Linked DNA regions of Oryctolagus cuniculus: region 1 is linked to region 2. Evidence: chromatin contacts called from public Hi-C data. All regions are on one chromosome and are shown on one strand. The core of a region is the stretch at or near the end of the contact, and the rest is flanking DNA. Distances in the headings are between cores, read along the strand shown.

Region 1 (5,755 bases), core at 210-2,709, 100 kb before region 2:
TCACGCCAGCCGTGACGGACACGGACAGGTGAATCACGCCGTGGATCATGGGAGTAGCGTGCCTTCTCGTGGCTCAGCCGGAACTCCCTGCGAGAGGGGCCCCTCCCCGCCGCCCTGCCCGGTGAGCAGCCTGCCTGGACAGTTGTCATTCTGGGCGGGTTTCCACGGTGCAGAACAGCGTGGGGCAGAGGGCTGCCAGCAGACCTGCCCTCGGAGTGCCCACAGCAGCACAGAACCCAGTGACACCTCCCCTCCCACCCCAGGGTCTCGGGCGGCTCGTTCACGGCATCGCCTATCAAAGAACAGCAGCGAGACCGAGTGCCGCTGTCCACCCAACCGAAAGTCCGCCTCCAATGCTCCACTTGGTTTGCTGTCCCAGCCCCTCTCCCACCCACTGGGAGGAGAACCCCCGCCCGTGCACAGCAGGCTCAAGCCCTGGGTGGGGAGCCACCCACGCAAGCAAGGGCCCCTCCAGCTGTGCCGGCCAGGACAGCCCAGAAGCTGCAGCAGGCCCCCTGTCCCGGCCAGAAGGGGGCAGGCTGGGCAGGGGTACTGCCTGTCGTTCCCAGGTAAGTCTGGGATCCGGGCATGTCCCCAGCCCTTCCGGGCCTGGGCTCTCTCGCCTGTGGAATGAGGCCACGGCCTCTCTCACAGAGCTGTTGGGAGGACGGATCGGGATCACGCATCTTGAGAGCCCAAGTGGCTGCTGCTGCTGCTTCTTCTTCTTCTTCTTCTTCTTCTTCTTCTTCTTCTTCTTTTTTTTTTTTTGACAGGCAGAGTAGACAGTGAGAGAGAGACAGAGAGAAAGGTCTTCCTTTGCCGTTGGTTCACCCTCCAATGGCCGCCGCGGCCGGTGCGCTGCGGCCGGCGCACCGCGCTGATCCGATGGCAGGAGCCAGGTGCTTCTCCTGGTCTCCCATGGGGTGCAGGGCCCAAGCACTTGGGCCATCCTCCACTGCACTCCCTGGCCACAGCAGAGAACTGGCCTGGAAGAGGGGCAACCGGGACAGAATCCGGTGCCCCGACCGGGACTAGAACCTGGGGTGCCGGCGCCATAAGTGGAGGATTAGCCTAGTGAGCCGTGGCGCTGGCCCCAAGTGGCTTCTGGGAGCACAGGGGTGCTCAGTGGTGTGGCCTTCGGGTGCAGGTGCACAGCCCACCTGGGAGACCCGACCAAGCCTGGCGTGGGGCTGGGGCCCTGCCCTCTGAGGGCCCTCCGCCCCTGGCTGGGCTCCATTGTGACACTGGGATGTGACAGAAAGGACAAAGGCAGAGTGAATCAGCCGGGAGTCCCCTGGGGTTCGGAGACTCCCCGGGAGGGTGGGCCGGTGACTCAGCCCGGAGATCCTTTTACTTTTCCAGTGACCAGCCTGACTCCCGTGACACAGCCGTGACTCACGTTGCTGTCGCGGTTATGTAACCAGGCTGTTTGCTCTGTTTCTATGTCACTCCGGAGAGCTCTGTGGAATCTCCCAGGTCTTGGTTCGTGCTGTCAGGAGCCGGTGACGCAATGCCGTTCCTTGAGGACAAGGTCACACGCCTCCTTGTAATCTCTGAGGACAAGGTCACACGCCTCCTTGTAATCTCTGAGGAGTGAGGAGCTGAACAGAAAACCGAGCCTTGAACTTGACCCTGGGCCTGGCCTTTCCCAGCTCCTCCACCCCGGAGGGAGCCGGAACCCAGCGCTGACACTCAGAAAGCTGACGATTTTCTCTGTGCGTCTTTGCTGCAGAGTCTAGGTGCTCGGTAGCTCCCAGGCAGACGAGGGAGAGACAGGGGATTTGCGCTTGGACTTCTCAGAAAGCGGAGCTGGCCGTGGGGGACAGGGTGTCCACCATTCCCCTACCCCACCCTGCACCATAAACAAGAACCACAGGAGATCAAAATCCTTGTTCTGATCACGGCACCCACCGGGCAGGCCCTACGGAGTGGGCTCTGCAGAGGCAGCTGCTGCCCCTGCGCCACTCGATCCAGCACTGACCGAGTGGCCTTAGTACCTGGCCACCTCGCTGGGCCAGGCGGCCACTAAGTGACAGGACTGCGATGGGCACTTGGAGTCTGGGAACAGGCTCAGTTACGTTTTGTCCTTTGCATTTCGGTATTGTCAGGCTTCTTGCGTGTATGGTGTGACATTTTTCAGCAGTTCTGGAAAGTTCTCAGACATCACCTCTTTCCATAATGCCCCTTCTCTCTTGCTGCTGCTTCTCAAACGCCAATTAAATCACCCTCTCTCCTGTCCCTGTTCTTATCATGATTTGCATCCTTCGTCTGTGTGGTCACCTGGATAACTTCTTCCACCCTTTCTTCCAGTTCACTGATTCTCTCCTTGTCTGTATCTAATTGTCCATTAAACTTATGTATTGAATTTAAAATTTCAGTTGTAGTGTTTTCTATTCCTGTAAGGAATATCTATTGATTCTTTAAAAAAATGCCTCATATAAAGTTTTTATAGTTTCTGCTTGCTATAGATATTTCAAAGCTTGTATTTTATTTTATTTAATGTAGCAATTTTGACATTTATTTCCATAATTCTATTTTATGAAGTATTTGAGAGGTCAGTTGTTTCTTTGTCCTACTTATTCTTTTTATAATACTTATTTATTTATTTATTTATTTTAAAGGCAGAGTTATGGGTGGGGGGAGAGAGATAGCTCCCATCTGCTGGTTCACTCCCCAAATGGTCACAACAGCCAAAACTGGGACAAGCCAAAGCCATCCAGATTGCTCACCTGTATGGCAGGGGCCCAAGCACTTGGTCCATCTTCTGCTGCTTTCCCAGGTGCATTAGCAGGGAGCTGGATGGGAAGTGGAGCAGCCGGGACTCAAACCTGTGCCCATATGGGATCCCAGCATCACAGGCAGTGGCTTGACCCACTGTGCCACAACACCAGCCTCCTTAGCTGGTTCCTTCTTCTCTTACGGGCACTCCCACAGAGGCAGGGCCTTTGCACATGCTACTCCTCTGCCTCACAAACATGTGTGTAACACATGTAACACATGGTGTGTAACAACACACCAGCAACACGGTTTAGATACTTCCGCAGAGTCTTCAGATCTCAGAGTGGGGTGGGTTCCTGTTGGAACCTCCTGTCGCTTACCCAGGGCACCCAGCACTCTCCTTCACAGCACTGTCACCCTTCAAACTCCTTCTTTCCGGCCTGGCTCCCCATCAGACTGGAAGCTGCACAGGGCTGGGACGACACCTGTTCTGCCCGCTTCTCTTACCAGGCAGAGCCTGGCACACACGTGGTGGGCTCTGAGCATGCGTGCACTGAAGGAATGACACATGAACAGCCCGCATCCATAACGGATGAGTGGTTCATGACCAGAAAATGCCTGTGATACCACACTGGTAGAATGAGAGAGAAGTGAACATGCATTTAAATTCACGCACAAATGAGAGGCGCCAAACTGTAGGAGGGTGCATTGACAAGTCTGCAGGAGGGCTGGCGCCGCGGCTCACTAGGCTAATCCTCCACCTGCGGCGCCGGCACACCGGGTTCTAGTCCCGGTCGGGGCGCCGGATTCTGTCCCGGTTGCCCCTCTTCCAGGCCAGCTCTCTGCTGTGGCCCGGGAGTGCACTGGAGGATGGCCCAGGTGCTTGGGCCCTGCACCCCATGGGAGACCAGGAGAAGCACCTGACTCCTGGCTTTGGATCGGCACAGCGCTAGCCATAGCGGCGGCCATTTGGGGGGTGAACCAATGGAAGGAAGACCTTTTTCTCTGTCTCTCTCACTGTCTAACTCTGCCTGTCAAAAAAAAAAAAAAAAAAATCCACAGGAATGCACATCATGAAAAACTGCGCATGGATTTCCGAATTTTTTTTGCACCAAAATAAGCTTATCTTTTGATTCCATTCTTCTGGGAGCTTTTTGAAGTCCCTTTGCATAGACAACATAATACAACTTTAGGAAAAACAGTGGAGGAAATCGGAAAGAGATACACAACGCTGGCCGTGGTTGAGCCTGAACTGTGTGCACCGTGATCTGTGCGTTTCTGAAACTCTGGGATTTCCGGTCTCTGTGGTGGGCGTTCCTGCCTTCAAAACAGGAAAGTGGGAGTGGCCTTCAGCAGGCATCGAACCGACTGCAAAAGACCCCACAGCGGCTCACTGGGGTTGCCATGGGCGGGGTCGGGGGCTCGGGCGACGGGCGCAGACGGGGCTGTGGATGCCGGCCCCTCGGGTGCCAGCCTGGGACTGGAGCCCGGGGAAGCCAGCGTGGCCGCGACTCCCGGGTGTATCCGGGCACCGGACTTACTCAGAGCATCAGGGCTGACGGGCTGGCGCCTTCCGGCTCTCCCAAAGTTCACGGCCAATACCCCTACAGCAGAAGAAGGTGCAGACGGAGAGCCTGACCAGTGTCGGCTCCGAGTCTCACCTGGCTGCTTCGTGCAAGAGTGGACAGCCGTGTGGACATGGGGGGGGGGGCGGGAGGGCTGATGGGGGCCACCCCTGGGGTGGGCGTTGGGGGGCAGCAGGGCCTGTCCGTCCGCACCCCCAGGCCTGCCTCAGCCTTCCTTCCTCCCTGTGGGGCGAGGGTCTTCTCTCCCAGGATCCAGCAGACCAGGTGGCGGCCGTGGCAGAGGGTAGGGTGGAGCGCCTCCTCCTCCCAGAAGGACTCCAGCCCCGTCACAGGGCCCTTGGCTCCCCTAAGATGCCTGGAGGCCCATGTCCCACGGCCATCCCACGGACAGTGGGGGGCGGAGTCCACAGCCACCTGCACCCCCCCAGGGGGGAGCGCCCCAGGGCCATCCATCCCCCTGCGCTCTCTCTGCGCTGTCTGATTTCGGGTTTTCACCAACCCGGCTGCGTTTCTGCTCTTTCACTCAGGGAGTAAGCGCAGCCGTTGTTGTGGGGAAGGGGGCGTGGTCCTCCCGGCATAGCTGCCACTGATCCCACAGGCAGAGGAGGGGAGGTGGGTGGGTGACCCTGGTGACAGGAACAGGCCGGCAGCATCGTGGGGCAGTGAGGGGCCAGGCTGCAGCCAAATCAAATGGAGCCCTGACCGCCAAGCCCAGGGCGCTGGAACCCGGGACACAGGTGGGTTGGGGGTGCCCGGGACACAGGAGGGTCGGTGTACCTGGGGCACAGGTGGGTCGGGGGCACCCGGGGCACAGGTGGGTCGGGGGTGCCTGGGGCACAGGTGGGTGGTGTGCCCAGGGCACAGATGGGTCAGGGATTCTCGGGGCACAGGAGGGTGGTGTGCCCAGGGCACAGGTGGGTCGGGGGCGCCTGGGGCACAAGTGGGTCGGGGGTTCCCGGGACACAGGTGGGTGGTGTGCCCAGGGCACAGGTGGGTTGGGGGTGCCCGGGGTACAGGTGGGTCAGGAGTGCCCGGGGCACAGGTGGGTTGGGGGTGCCCGGGGCACAGGTGGGTGGTGTGCCCAGGACACAGTGGGTCGGGGGTGCCTGGGGCACAGGTGGGTTGGTGTACCCAGGGCACAGGTGGGTCGGGGGTGCCTGGGGCACAGGTGGGTTGGTGTACCCAGGGCACAGGTGGGTCGGGGGTGCCCGGGGCACAGGTGGGTCGGTGTACCTGGGGCACAGGTGGGTTGGTGTACCCAGGGCACAGGTGGGTCGGGGGTGCCCGGGGCACAGGTGGGTCGGTGTACCTGGGGCACAGGTGGGTTGGTGTACCCAGGGCACAGGTGGGTCGGGGGTGCCCGGGGCACAGGTGGGTCGGTGGGGACTGCAGGGCCTGCAGGGCCGGGCTGTGAGATTCAGAGCAGAGGTGCCAGGCCTGGGTCACGCTGG
Region 2 (6,478 bases), core at 3,879-6,378:
ATTCTCTCAAAAAACTGAGGTTTTAAGATGAAAAGCAGGGGCTGCTGCTGGGCCGCAGCAGATTCAGCTGCCGCCTGTGACACCGGTGTCCCACATGAGCCCCAGTTCTAGTCCCGGCTGCTCCACTTCCCACCCAGCTTCCTGCCAATGTGCCTGGGAAAGCAACAGAGGATGGCCCAAGTGCTTGGGTCCCTGCACACATGTGGGAGTCCTGGATGGAGTTCCAGGCTCCTGGCTTCAGCCTGGCCCAGCCCCAGCCATTACAGCCATTTGGGGAGTGAACCAGTGGATGGAAGACCTCTCTCTCTCTGTTTGTGTTTGTACTTCTCTCCGTAACTCTGCCTTTCAAATTAAATAATAAATAAGTCTTCAAAAATTAAATAAAATGAAAAATAGACAGCTATCCAAACCAGCAATATAGGATTATTACTTTTTAAAATGACACTTGGAGTTGAAGGTCAGGAAGAACAAAATATTCTTAAGAAAATACAGCTTTTAAGAAAAATATTAGAAAAAATCATTGTAGAAGTGTCACTTCTAAAATCCGATTATTTGAGGTGAGGGAAAGTCTGGAACCAAAGGTTCTAGTCCTGATTGGGGCACCGGATTCTGTCCTGGTTGCCCCTCTTCCAGTCCAGCTCTCTGCTGTGGCCGGGAGCGCAGTGGAGGATGGCCCAAGTCCTTAGGCCCTGCACCCCATGGGAGACCAGGAGAAGCACCTGGCTCCTGGCTTCAGATCAGCACAGTGCGCCGGCCATAACGGCCATTTGGGGGGTGAACCAACGGAAGGAAGACCTTTCTCTCTGTCTCTCTCTCTCTCTCACTGTCTAACTCTGCCTGTCAAAAAACAAACAAACAAACAAAAGATTCATAATACTACTGACAGAGCAGCCCATGAACACCCTCAGGCTGTGAGAGCCTCAGGATCTCAGAGGTCTCTCAGGGATGGACTTTTAATTTATTTAATTTATTTCTTCTGAAAGGCAGAAAGGTGGGGGGGGGGGGGAGATTTATCTTATCTTATCTTCCACCTGCTGGTTCACTCTCCAAATACTTGCAATAGCTGGGGCTGAGCCAGGCCAAAGCCAAGAGCCAAGAAATCCATCGAAGTATCCTGCGTGGGTGGCAGAGTACTTGAGCCAACACCCGCTGCCTCCCAAGGTGTGCATTAGCAGGAGGCTGGAGCAGAAGCAGAGCTGGGGCTCAAACCCAGGCTCTGACCATGGGATGCCCAAGCCATGACGTAGCCACTGTGCCAAACACTTGCCCCAGTGGCTCTTTTTGTTCTTTTTAAAGATTTGTTTATGTTGAAAGTCAGAGTTGTATATAAAGGGAGAGAGAGAGACAGAAGTCGTCCATCTACTGGTTTGCTCCCCAAATGGCCGCAATGACCAGGGCTGGGTCGAAGCCAGGAGCCGGGAGCTTCTTCTGGGTCTCCCATGTGGGTGCAGGCACCCCAGGACTTGGGCCATCCTCCACTGCTGGACTGGAAGAGGAGCATCTGGGACACGAATCAGTGTGCATACTGGATGCCAGTGCCGCAGGCAGCGGCTTAACCCACTGCGCCACAACAGTCCCCGCCTCAAGACTCAGTGATTTTTTTCTCCATCTGTGCAGGGAACACCTACAATGCACGCCAGTTCTAGCGGATCAGGAGAACTTTTTCATAGGGAGAAAGCCATCACGCCTGGGTGACCTGAGGCAACTGACTTCCTCCTACGCGACAGAGAGATGAAACACCTCTTCCTCAGGACCCCTGATCACTGAGAGAAGGCACACTGGGAACACACACAAATAAGAAGAAAGTAATGTCCACCACAAACTCGTACCGAGTTCTTATTCCACATTTTGATAATCCGGGAGTCGGCAGACAAGACCAGGTCCAGGGAGTCCTGGAAGTGCACCGACTTGATGGGCAGCCCGTACTGGTGGTCCTTAACGAGCAGCGGCTTGTCGGAGCGGAGATCATACAGCAACACCTGAAACAGGAAGGAAGTTATTCTGCTCACGCAAACTAAATATTTTACCTTAAAAAGAAACAGACTGACGGCTCCCATCTAGTTCATCACCTGACGAAAATGAAAACCCTTACTCAGGGTGCTAAGATTCTAAAGTCAGCCAGTAATGTTCTAGAAAAATCTCTTAGATTATTTCTAGAGAACACAGCTTTATGAGCTCAACCCTGAGCATTAATTTTTAGGCACACTAAGTTTGACAACTACTGAGCTATGCTAAGAAATCACTTTTATAAAAAAAAAATTCTGCAAGAATTTGTTTCAGGGCCGGTGCTGTGGCGCAGTGGGTTAACGCTCTGGCCTGAGGCACCGGCATCCCATGTGGGCACCGGTTCTAGTCCTGGCTGCTCCTCTTCCGATCCAGCTCTCTGCTGTGGCCTGGAATAGTAGAAGATGGCCCAAGTCCTTGGGCCCCTGCACCCACGTGGGAGACCCAGAAGAGGCTCCTGGCTCCTGGTTTCGGATCAGCGCAGCTCTGGCTGTTGCGCCCATCTGGGGAGTGAGCCAGCGGATGCAAGACCTTTCTCTGTCTCTAACTCTCTCTGTAACTCTGTCATTCAAATAAATAAAATAAATCTTTAAAAAAAAAAGATAAAAAAAAAAAAAGAACTTGTCTCACTTGCTTATTCAACAAATACATCAGAGAGCCTCCGACACACCAGGCACAGCCACAGCAAATGATATAAAAGAGAATGAGGGGCTGGTGCTGCAGTGTAGCAGGTAGGCTTGGGCACCTGCACTGCGTGGGAGACCCAGAAGAAGCTCCTGGCTCCTGGCTTCGGGTCAGTTCAGCTTTGGCCGTCGTGGCCATCTGGGGAGTGAATCAGCAGATGGAAGACTCCTCCCCGCCGCCTCTGGTATCTCTGCCTTCCAAATAAATAAATAAATCATTAAAAAAAAAAAAAAAAAAAAAAAAAACAGGGGCCGGCACAGTGGCTCACTTGGTTAATCCTCCGCCTTCAGCGCCGGCATCCCACATGGGCACCAGGTTCTAGTCCCGGCTGCTCCTCTTCCAGGCCAGCTCTCTGCTGTGGCCAGGGAGTGCAGTGGAGGATGGCCCAAGTGCTTGGGCCCTGCACCTGCATGGGGGACCAGGAGAAAGCATCTGGCTCTTGGCTTTGGATCGGCGTAGCTCCAGCCGTAGTGGCCATTTGGGGGGTGAACCAACAGAAGGAAAACCTTTCTCTCTGTCTCTCTCTCTCACTGTCTAACTCTATCTGTCAAATAAATTAAAACAAAACAAAACAAAACAAAACAAAACAAGAACAGAGTCCAGAGGGAGGGTGGTGCCAGGCCAGCCCCGTCTGGGAGAAGGGGAATCCTCGTCTGACCCCATCGTTAGAAGCTGGGTCTTAGTGCCAGACCCCCGCTAGCCGGTGATGACAGAGGAAGCAAATCGATTACAGCAGGACGTCAGACCTCCCTGGGGACAGCAGTGGGCTCTGTCTTGAAGGACAGACAGACAGCTCCGGGAACTGCTAATGCACTCAGACGGTCCTCTGCTCTCACAGCTGGGATGTGTCTACTGGAGCCACGGGAGAAGGCTCCGGGAGCTCACAAATGAGCTCACACTTGTTAAACACATCTCTCGTCTGCAGGGCTCCTCCGAGCCATCAGTGCACGTGTGAACCCACCGCAAGTCTCTAAGACCAGGAGTCTGGCAGAATTCCAAACGCTTCAACCCCAGGACCTGGAACACGCTGTTCCAGCTACTACCAAGACAGCACCCAAGGCCTACAAATCTGTAACTCCAGCTCCACAGCATCTCAGGCCAGCCACAGGGCAAGGTCAAGGCTTCTCAAATGCTGGAGGAATGAGACACGCTGCGGCATCCTCTCCACTCTGGCCAAAACAGCGACGCCTCGTTCTCTGTTCCCACAGCGTGCTTCTCATAACACGGTGTCCCCGAATGCCAACTTTATATCAAGTTTCCAGCTTCAACACATTTACCTGCCCTGTCGATGTTCCAACTGCCATGGTCAAAGCACCATGAAACTTCAAAGCAGAGATGGTGGGCAGACTGCTTATCCTGAAAGGGAAAATATTCAGGGTCCATGAACACACGGCCAAACCCGCCACGTAACAAGCGCATCCGCTGTCAGCCTCATTTTAGCTCTAGCAGAGAATCACACGTCCAGCCTCCAGACACACAGACGCAGTCCACCTTGACCTGTCACGCTGCTGCTTAATTTATGAATTGAGGCAGAGCACCACAGAGGGAGCTCCCAACTCCCGCTTCACCCCCAAGTGCTGCCGACCACTGAGGCTGGGCCGGGCCAAAACTACGGGCCAGGGACTCACTGCAGGGCTCCCACGTGGGGGCAGAAGTCCACTTAACTGCGCCTTCGGCACCGCCTCCCAGGTTCTGCACTGGCAGGAAAACGCAGCCAGGAGCCAGAGCCCGGAACTAGACCCAGGTGCTGCAACGTGCAGTGCAGAGGTCTCACTTCCTGGGCGGACGCCTGCACTGTGATTAAGCCAGAGTAAGGTATCTGCAGAAGCATCCTCCTTTTTAACTAATAGGAAGAAATTTTATATTTGAACATGGGTATGTGCATTTTCACTTTAAAATTAGCTAAAACAAAGACTAATCTGCAGGGACCAGCACTACGGGGTACCAGGTTAAGCTGGTATTCCATATCAGAGCGCTGGTTCGAGTCCCTGCTACTCTGATTCCAATCCAGCCCCCTGCTAACATGCCTGGGAAAGCAGTGGAAGACGGCCTAACGCCTGGATCCCTGCTGCCCATGTAAGAGACCCAGATGGAGTTCAAGGCTCCGAGCTTCAGCCTGGCCCAGCCTGAGCCATTGTGGTCATTTGGGGAGTGAACCAGCAAATGGAGATGGACTCTCTCTCTCACTTTCAAATAAATAAATACATCTTTTTAAAAAGCAAAGAAAAAGACTAATTGTCAGATGAGGCCATTGGACTCTAAAGCCAGATGAACGGCATGACCAGAGCAACGTGCTCCTCACGCCAACGCGAGCCCCAGCACCGACGGCAACGCTCGGCAGTGGGGAGAGCGCCAGGCGCGGGCTCAGAGGCGTCAGCCTCGCCGCCGGGCCAGGCTGGGGCTGCAGCTTCACCAAGTCTCTTCTGCCACCTAAAGCCTCCGCTCGGAACTACACGGCACTCGGGACCCTGGAGGCCTGACCGCCGCGCTGTGCTCCTTTGCGCTCCAAAACCCATGAGACTCAGTTCCCAGGGGCCAACATTCTGGCACCGACCTGGCCCAGCCCCCGCTGTTGGGGCCATTTGGGGTGCGAAGCAGTAGATGGAGGACCTTTCTCTGTCTCTCTCTCTCTCTCTCTCTCTGTCTCCTCTCTCTTTCTCTCTGTAACTCCTTCTTTCAGGTAAATAAATAAATCTTTTTAAAAAAATCATTCTCCAGTATAGTGATATATTTTCTCCACTTAAACTTTGTTTTTTAATAAAATTTGTTATTTTCTTCATACAGGTATGAAGTTTATTGCTTAGTCCTTTATAATATTTGTTGCTAAAAGTGAGCACTTTTTCTCTTATTTTTCTAACTGGATTTTGCTGAAAAATACCAAAACCATCGACTGCTGCACATTTACTTTGTACCCAGCCCACCAGTTCTGAAAGGTTTCCAGGTTCTCGGCAGACAGTCCCAGTCTGGGACCACGCCAGCCCCCCACCCCCACCCTTTCTCCTGCTGTGCTGGCTCCGCCTTCCAGAACTTTGTTACCTAACAGAAGTGACAATAAATCAGTAAAATCACCCAAAACTAAATCAACAAAATCAATCAAAAATGAGTCAACATTTTGGTAAATACCCCGACTTTGTTCCTCTGCCTACACTTACATGTTCACTGTTTTCCTACAAGAAGTGTTCAGCTCTACAGGCAACCACTGGCCTGCTTTTCCACTGGGGACATGCACAGAACACCTCCCCTAGCAACAAGTGCGCTCTTGAACACGACTGTCAGGCTGCACAGTGTGTGTGCCATGGAGAGGTACGGTGACAGTACCTAGCGCATTACAGAAGTTAATGAGGGTAAATACTCGGTGTCACTTCACCAGCATCCCCAGACTCTCCCTGCGCCCTCACGTCAGTGACGATGCTGGGGCAGATGCCACGAGCCGAGGAGGGCGGGGTGAGGAGGAGCGTTCTATAAGCATGTGGTGGGTGGGTTCCTGTAAGGCAATTTAGCCACGTGCCAAATGCCCTAAAAACATGCACACTGTTTAACTCAGAAGTCTGAGGCTTGGGTATTCTCCCTAAGGAAATTAACCAGAGGTCTGTATGAGAACATGTAACACTGAAACCTTGACCCTCCTGCATGTACCAACAGGGATCTGATGATTTAAGCTACACCTGTCTTGCACTCAGAGGTCATTTTACATTTTTAAGTGTTCTTTTTGGCACTTCCTAGTATCTTCTTTATATTAAGTATAAATCATTTTTCTAAATAACAAAGTGATCTTTTTAAATAAGCAAAA

The links. A called contact is a pair of places that touch in the nucleus more often than the background predicts.
Region 1: a Hi-C map of an unstated tissue shows a contact between it and region 2, with 2.9 times the contacts expected there. The contact joins two enhancer-like sites. A contact is called at or near these places in 2 of 6 Hi-C or Micro-C datasets (ear pinna and an unstated tissue).

What each region holds. Positions count from the first base shown.
Region 1 is chr2:191,915,960-191,921,714 of mOryCun1.1, reverse strand. No RefSeq gene overlaps it. Among named protein-coding and RNA genes, the nearest start is that of ODC1, 59 kb to the left of the region's middle. Within about 2 kb of position 1,459, at least 1 of the 8 cell types and tissues checked has an H3K27ac peak or open chromatin away from gene starts, as enhancers often do.
Region 2 is chr2:191,817,426-191,823,903 of mOryCun1.1, reverse strand. NOL10 (nucleolar protein 10) reads right to left here. Exons shown (of 21, transcript XM_002722390.5): 10 at 3,966-4,044; 11 at 1,830-1,979. Among named protein-coding and RNA genes, the nearest start is that of NOL10, 30 kb to the right of the region's middle. Within about 2 kb of position 5,128, at least 3 of the 8 cell types and tissues checked have an H3K27ac peak or open chromatin away from gene starts, as enhancers often do.